Linked DNA regions of Mus musculus: region 1 is linked to region 2. The links are chromatin contacts, called in public Hi-C maps. All regions are on one chromosome and are shown on one strand. Each heading gives the region's core, a stretch centred on a gene start, on an enhancer-like site or on the middle of the called end of the contact. The rest is flanking DNA. Distances are from core to core; before and after follow the strand shown. Region 1 holds the start of Nol6 (nucleolar protein family 6 (RNA-associated)). Region 2 has its middle 14 kb from the start of Spink4.

The links. Hi-C and Micro-C count contacts between places; a contact is called where the count stands out from the background.
Region 1: a contact with region 2 is called in a Hi-C map of the P5424 cell line, with 2.1 times the contacts expected there. The contact joins the promoter of Nol6 here to the enhancer-like site in region 2. A contact is called at or near these places in 1 of 39 promoter capture datasets (hippocampal neurons), 5 of 484 Hi-C or Micro-C datasets (the G1E-ER4 cell line, the P5424 cell line and embryonic stem cells) and 1 of 115 datasets of contacts at active chromatin or transcription factors (pancreatic cancer cells).

The regions. Positions count from the first base shown.
Region 1 is chr4:41,123,024-41,127,135 of GRCm38.p6, forward strand. It overlaps Nol6 (nucleolar protein family 6 (RNA-associated)), which reads right to left and starts at 1,316. Exons shown (of 26, transcript NM_139236.3): 1 at 1,136-1,316; 2 at 436-636; 3 at 236-352. The coding sequence starts at 1,222.
Region 2 is chr4:40,904,581-40,908,159 of GRCm38.p6, forward strand. No RefSeq gene overlaps it. Among named protein-coding and RNA genes, the nearest start is that of Spink4, 14 kb to the right of the region's middle. Within about 2 kb of position 1,926, at least 28 of the 459 cell types and tissues checked have an H3K27ac peak or open chromatin away from gene starts, as enhancers often do. A contact at or near this core is called in the P5424 cell line and pancreatic cancer cells, where this site is marked.

The sequences.
Region 1 (4,112 bases), core at 66-2,565, 220 kb after region 2:
CTATGCAGGACAATCAGGAGTTCAAGGCCAGCCAGCCAGGGGCATGTAAGACCCTGTTCAAACAAACAAAACACCTACAAAACTTGTACAAGATGGAGCTACATTTGAGAGACAAATGCATGACCTGTGTCCTGGTTGAGTCTTCTTGCAATGAGAATGATCTCCTTAGTAACCAAGTTTCGTGGAACAGCAAAGAGGGTCTCATGACTCACTGTCCCAAGGCCATCTGCCTTACCTCAGCCTCAGGGACTGGAGGCACTTTCTGGATCCGCTTGGTAACCTCCTTCAGGAAATTATCAATCCTCTCTTTCTTCTTCTCTGACAGTCTGACTTCCTTTAGTAACTCCTCCACCTTTAGCAGGGGGAAGGGAGGAATCTGTGAGCCTCGGGACCCCACGGAAACCCCTCTAACCTATGCCCTGGCCACCCACGTACTTGTAAACGAAGCAAGGTGGAGTGGAACAAGATCTCGGTCTCACGGAGGCGATTTAGCTCCTCATTTGTAGGCTCCTTGTACAGCTCCTCCCGACTGAGGTTCACTGGCTGCAGGAGGCCTTCTGCAGGTGGCTCTGTTCTTGCACGCTTTCTTGAGGGTGCCTTCTCTTTGTCCATGCCTTCGAAGGCAAGTTCCATCACCTATGACCAGAGAGACAGAAACCAACATGCCAACATGAAATCGGGGGGGGGGGGGGGGGGGGGTATCTGTATCAGCTGACTCAAGTTTGTGGGTAAAGGGTTCATCTACTCTAGTTGTTCCCTTTCAGTGGGCGTTAAGATTTTTATAAAACTCGGGATAGCCATCACTGAGAGAAATCTGACAGCGTGAGGATGCAGTCCTGCTTAGACCTGACTGAGTTTGCCAGTCACTGCCTGAGGTAGTGCTCCAATGCCCTCCTGTTTCCGGACACCACAAATCTTTTGCTGAGACAGGCTTAGGCCTTCCCAAATATCACCTCTTCTCCTGCTCTATCCAGATCTCTCCAAGGCTAGATTCCCTAAAAATCATTTTCCCAGTAACCTAGGCCGCCCTGGAGTAATCTTTTTTCTATCATAGTAGGCCGCCCTGCAGGCTAGGTATCAGGCCTGACTATCTCAGGCTCTGTCGTCAAAATAAAGCACATTTTGAGCAACCAACCTCTGGGTCCTCAGTTGCTCGTCGGTGCTGCTCTCCGGCGGGGGCCGGTCCCATCTTCACAGCAGGTCTCTCTCCAGCACTTGGCATCCAAGCCGGATCTACCCCGTAGCTTCCCACGTGGGCCGAAACGCCAACTCCAGGGCTCAAACCCTTGCCCCAGGCCCCACCCACTGCAGTTCCATTGGGCTAGTGCATGCCGTCTCGCTCACTATTGGTCAGTGGTTCAAAGGAACCCGCCCATTGTGGGAGGAACCAAACAAGGTCCGCCGATTTACAGCCTCGACGCCGCACTAAACCGGAAGCGTTTGGGACTGCAGCTCGTCGCGTTCTTTTCCTCACTTCCCTTTCGGGAAGGGAGGAGCTTACTGTGGCTTCCGGTGTGATGGGGTTTTGTGTGTGTGTGTGTGTGTGTGTGTGTGTGTGTGTGTGTGTGTGTGTGTGTGTGTGTGTGTGTGTGTGTGTGTGTGTGTGTGTGTGTGTGTGTCTGTCTGTCTGTCTGTCTGTCTGTCTGTCTGTCTCAGCTTACTGTGGCTTCCGGTGTGGTGGGGTTTTGTGTGTCCGTGTGTGTCTCTCTGTCTGTCTCTGTCCGTCTGTCTGTTTTCGCTAGTGGTTCACAGCATCTAACCGTGTCTATGAGCAAGTTATGTGATTTCTACCTCCAAAATGTATCTTGAATTTGTTTTTTTTTCTGTTTCCACAAACAGAAAGTTCAAGTGTCTAGCATAATAGCATAGCTTCTCTCCAGCTTTTCCTTCTTAAAATATAAGATAACCTATTCAAACTCCAAAACTTTAAACACAGAACCATCGTAATAGCGAAGTTCTAAGTACTTTGCCAATTTACTTTTATTTACATATTATTTTAGAAAACTACTTGGAACTGGGCATGGACGCTCATCCCAGTAATATTCACGATGCTGAACCTGAACTATGAGGGACACTCTCAAATGACACTTTAGCATCTACCTTTTAAGACTTCTCATACTGGGCTGGTGAGATGGCTCAGCGGTTAAGAGCACTGACTGCTCCTCTAAAGGTCCTGAGTTCAAATCCCAGCAACCACATGGTGGCTCATCCATAATTGACAGCTACAATGTACTTACATATAATAAATAAATAAATCTTTAAAAAAAAGACTTTCATATCTAGCCCATGACCTGGGACCCACACGAGTAGAAGGAGAGAAGTGATTTCTGCGAGTTGTCCTCTGACCTCCACAGTGCATTCAAGTGATACCTGTGTGCTTTCACACACCCAACATGAAATATAATTATGGGGGAAAAGAGTTTTTGCAAAATAACAACAAAAAAATTCCACCCTGGAGACATGGCCAAGAGCTTAAAAGCATTTGTAGATCATGCAGAGGACCTAGGTTTGGTTTCCCAGCACCCACGCAGCTTTGAAACTCTCAACTACTGCCTGTAATGCCAGTCCTAGAAAATCCTTTGGCACCAGGCACTCCTGTGGTACACACACCTATATGCAATAATTTTGTTTTAAAGTCTCACTATGCATCCCGGACTGGCCTGGATCTCACAGAGATTCATCTGCATCTGACTCCTGACTGCTGGATTATAGACATAGACCATGCAAGTAATATTATTTTATGTGTGGGGCACATACATATTCCTCCAAGTATATCTCTGTACCGTGTATGTACAGTGCAGGTGGAGGCCAGATGAGCTCAGTGGATGTTCTCAAACTAGAGGTACAGATAGTTGTGAGTCAAACTGTAGGTGCTGGGAAATGAACCAGGTTCTCTGGAAGAGCAGCTAGAACTCCTAGCTGATGAGCCATCTTTCCATTCTTGAAAGTAAATCGTGTGTGTGTGTGATTATTATTATTGTTGTTACTGTTTTTTGAAAAAGAATGTCTTTATATAGTCCTGGATGTCCTGGAACTCATTCTGTTGACCAGCTGGATACAAATTGAAAGATCCACTTGGCTTATCCGCTTGAATGCTAGAACTAAAGGTATACCTCCCAACACACGCGCATGAAGCCAAACACTCATACACATAAAATTAAACACACACACACACACACACATACACACCATGGCTTTGAAAGTAAATCTTTAACATTTATTTTAGAGTATGTATATGTTTGTGCTTGGGAGAGTTTCTATGCACCATGTGTGTTCAGGAAACTTTGGAAGAGGGTATTGGACTCCTGGAAGTGGAGTTACAGGCAGTTGTGAACCCATGTGAGTCCTGGCAACCGAACCCAGGCACTCTGCAAAAGTGGTAAGTTCTCTTAACCATTAATCCATCTTTCCAGGCCTCTGTTAAATAAATCTTGAAAAATAAAATAAAATAAAATAAAATAAAATAAAGTCGGGGCTGGCGAAACGGCTCAGTGGTTAAGAGCACCGACTGCTCTTCTGAAGGTCCTGAGTTCAAATCCCAGCAATCACGTGGTGGGTCACAACCATCCATAACGAAATCTGATGCCCTCTTCTGGAGTGTCTGAAGACAGCTACAGTGTACTTACATATAATAAATAAATAAATCTTTAAAATAAATAAATTAATTAAATTAAAAATAAAATAAAGTCAATAAAATAAATACCTGAACTCTGTGGTAGAGTTTGTATTTTTCATTTGAGATGCCCTGGGTCAAAATTATTGCAAAAATAATCATAGAGGTATATAAGAAATGTCAAGCCCTGTGCACTTGGTGTCTATTTTTGTTTTTTGTTTGTTTGTTTGTGGTTTTTTTTTTTTCAAGACAGGGTTTCTCTGTCGCCCTGGCTGTCCTGGAACTCACTTTGTAGACCAGGCTGGCCTCGAACTCAGAAATCCGCCTGCCTCTGCCTCCCAAGTGCTGGGATTAAAGGCGTGCACCACCATGCCCGGAGCACTTGGTGTCTTGAATAGAGAGTTTCATAAGTCTTGACCATAAACCAGAACCCTGGAAGAATGTTCTTGCCTTTGTTTCATGGGTTAGTTTCTTTTATCTAGTTATATAAAATTTCACA
Region 2 (3,579 bases), core at 676-3,175:
TGATGCCTTGTTGATGCATCCCTGGGTGGGGGTGGGCGGGCATCCTGATGTGAATGGCCTGTGACAATTTATAAAGCTGAGGCCACATTGAGGCCCCTGACCCCTGCAGCCACTGAAGGCCATGAGAGGGTCAGTGGTCCTGATATGGCCAAGGGCTGTATTGATGTCTGTGTCCATGTTACCATGGGAGCCCATGCAGATGTCTGATGCTTGAAGCCATGTTGCAGGAGAGCTGGCCTCAGTGTGAGCTGGCCCTCAGCATAGCTCTCCTGAGTTGATGGCTTCTGGTGCAGACAGAGGCAGAGACAGACTCATCCTCCCTAGGAGGCTGGTCACAAGGAATTGGCCATGCTACAGTGAGTATCTCAACAACACAAAATGGACTGAGTTCCCCCCCCTTCTTTTTTAAGAGGGGGGGTGTCAGGGGATGGTTCGTGGGGGAGGAGGGACATGGGAAGAGTGGGCGGTATGATCAGGGTGCGTGATGTAAGATTATTCCCAAATAGGAGCTGGAGAGATGGCTCAGTGGTTAAGAGCACTGACTGTTCTTCCAGAGGTCCTGAGTTCAGTTCCTGGCAACCACATGGTGACTCACAACTGTACTGAGATCTGATGCCCTCTTCTGGTATGTCTGAAGAGGGAGACAGTGTGTTCACATATATAAAATATTTAAATCTTTTATTAAAAAAACAAATAATAAAAAATAATATTTTACAAAAGAATAAAAAAATAGAAGAAGCCATCCAATGTTGACTTCTGGCCTCCATGTGCACTCACACACACACACAAACACATACATAGGATCTCCCCCACCCCCCACCCCCCAACACACACACAAGTACATGGAAACAAAACAAAACTTTAGGACATTGCTTGAATTCAGCTGTGATTAGTACCAAAAGAAATTTGGAGGCAATTTATTAAGAAACAAAGAGGGAGGATAATGTGTGTGAATGAAAACATATGCGTCAGAGGCCTCTCACTCCTGCCTATGTAATTAGAAAAATTGTCTCATGGGTCCAGTAACAGACATCCACAAGGGTATTTGTCACTAAGGTATTTGGAAGTGTTTGTAGATCTGGATGCAGTAGTGCATCTGAAAGGAAGGGAATGAGGAGAGTATGTGATATGTGTTCTGTTTTCCTTGTGATTATTTTTTCTAAATAAGGCCATGCTGGCCTTGAACTCATAATCCTTCTGCCTCAGCCGCCAGAATGATGGGATTAAAGGTACGCGCCACCATCTGTGCCAACTGTCCACTCTTTGACCACAGCAAGGGTCAATGGTGTAGGTGTACCTCCAACAAACGTGGATTCTTCGAGCTTGGTAGCAAATGGAGGAGAAAGCTAAGACACAGAAGGAGACCTCCAGCACAGTGCCTCCTGCTTCAAGAAAACCACTCACCCCTTTACTAGCAGCCCTTAGGGAACAGAGGCAAAGGCAGAGGCTGGTGGTTCGCTGTGAGTTCAAAGCCAACCTGGTCTATATAGTGAGTTACAGGCCAGATGGGGCTATACAGTAAAACTGTAAGAAGAGAAAAGAAGAGAAGAGAAGAGAGAAAAGAAAGAAAAGAAGAGAAAAGAAAAGAAAAGGAAAGGAAAGGAAAGGAAAGGAAAGGAAAGGAAAGGAAAGGAAAGGAAAGGAAGAAAAGAAAAGAAGAGAAGAAAAAAGGAGAAAAGCATTCAGTAGCCAGTTGTGGAGGAGTATGCCTATAATTCCAGCAGTTTGGAAGTGGAGGCAGAGGGATCAGGAGTTCAAGGTCAGCTTCAGCTACATGTTGAGTTCAAGGCAATCTGAATCTACATGTCTCAGAAATAAAATTAAAACAAAACCCACAAAACAAAACCACCTCTCACAATAGAATGATGAAATCATTCAACAGTTAAGCCTTTGTGATTTAGGTGTCATTGCCACCTTGTGGTAGTAACTGCAAACTAAGCCAGAATTCCTATTAAAATTTTTTTTTTACCTTGTTTGGTTGTTTGGTTGAGGTGTGGGCATGCTCCTGCCACTGTAATGTGTGAAGGTCATAGGACTACTTGTGTGAAGGTCATAGGACAATTTGCCTGAGTCGTATTCTCTTTCCACTCTGTATGTTCCAGGGATCAAACTTGGGCCCTCGGGGTTAGCCACAAGCCCCTTCACTTGCTGAGCCATCTCCCCAGCCCCCTTCCTAGCCCTCTTCCAGTCCTCCCAAGCCCCTCCCCAACCCACTTTTTTTTTTTTCTTTTCTTTTCTTTTTTTTTTTTTTTGAGATGGAGCTCACTGTGTATCCCTGGCTGACTTGAAACTTGCATGTAGACCAGGCTGGCCTCAAACCCACAGAGATCCACATACCTCTGTCTCTTAAAGGCTGGAACTAAGGACTTTTTTAAAAGAGCCACTTTGTCAGACTCCCTTTAAAAACAAACAAGCAATAAAAACCAACAAACAAGATTTACATACAGTAAATAGCCCAGATCAAGTGTACATTTTGAGACTGTATCAGGAGGCCAGGTGTGAATTTCATATTTACAGGTCAGTCACAGGCTAAGGCCTTGGAGGCTTGAATTGGCTCACTTCACCGGCAGAGAAATAACCTATCATATATGATAGATATGTAAGGGTCCGAAAATCGCTGAAGGAAGATCCCAGACTCAGATAGTATGCAAAAACAAAGAACGTTTATTCTGCAAAAACACCAGTATTCGGGGGTGGGGGGGTGGGGGTGGGGTGTCAACATTTTTCAAAATGGTGACCCCAGACAAAGACAGGAAGGTCTTCTTATAGAGAACAGAGAAACTTCTACAGTAGTAGGTTCTCATATGGCTTTTCAAAAGCCCTTAGTGATAGTTTTCCCCCTCCACCCTGACTTCCCATCCTCTATCATACTTAATCCTTCTTGTTTTATTTCCTAGTCTTTATCCCTTTATAACACTATACTCTATTTCTGCAACCGTAAAAGAGCTCCTCGTCCCCAAATGGCCAAAGTACAGAGAATAAGAGACTTTGGAAAGCTCAGCCCTAAATGAGATGTTTATATCACAATCCTCCCCTCAAGTCCCAGGGACCTACAGGGGCGGGGGGGGGGGGGATGCAGCGTGGGGGGGGGGGGGTAAGGACCAGAAGTGGTGGAAGACTCCAAGGAAAACAGCATTTTCCAGACACACAGGGCAGATGCTCTTATGAACCCCCAGACTGTGACAAGATCTGTCTAGTTCATGTCAGATAAAATCCCAGCTTGGGGTCTGGAGAGATGGCCCAGAGGTTAAGAGCACTGACTGCTCTTCCAGAGGTCCTGCGTTCAACTCCCAGGAACCACATGGTGGCTCACAACCATCTGTAATGGGATCTGATGCCCTCTTCTGGTGTGTCTGGAGACAGCTACAGTGTACTTACATATAATAAATAAATAAATCTTTAATTTTTTCTTTTTTAATCCCAACAGGGAAGAGGTGGGTGTGAAGCCCCACAGCCAGCTAAAGAGCTATTGATAAGTATTTGGTGGCTGTTAGGAGAGGGAAAGGCTGACAGGAGGTGATGCTTCTGGTGGGGTGGGTCAGAGTAGATCTGGAGGCGCTCGAAGAGGGGTCTCTCTTC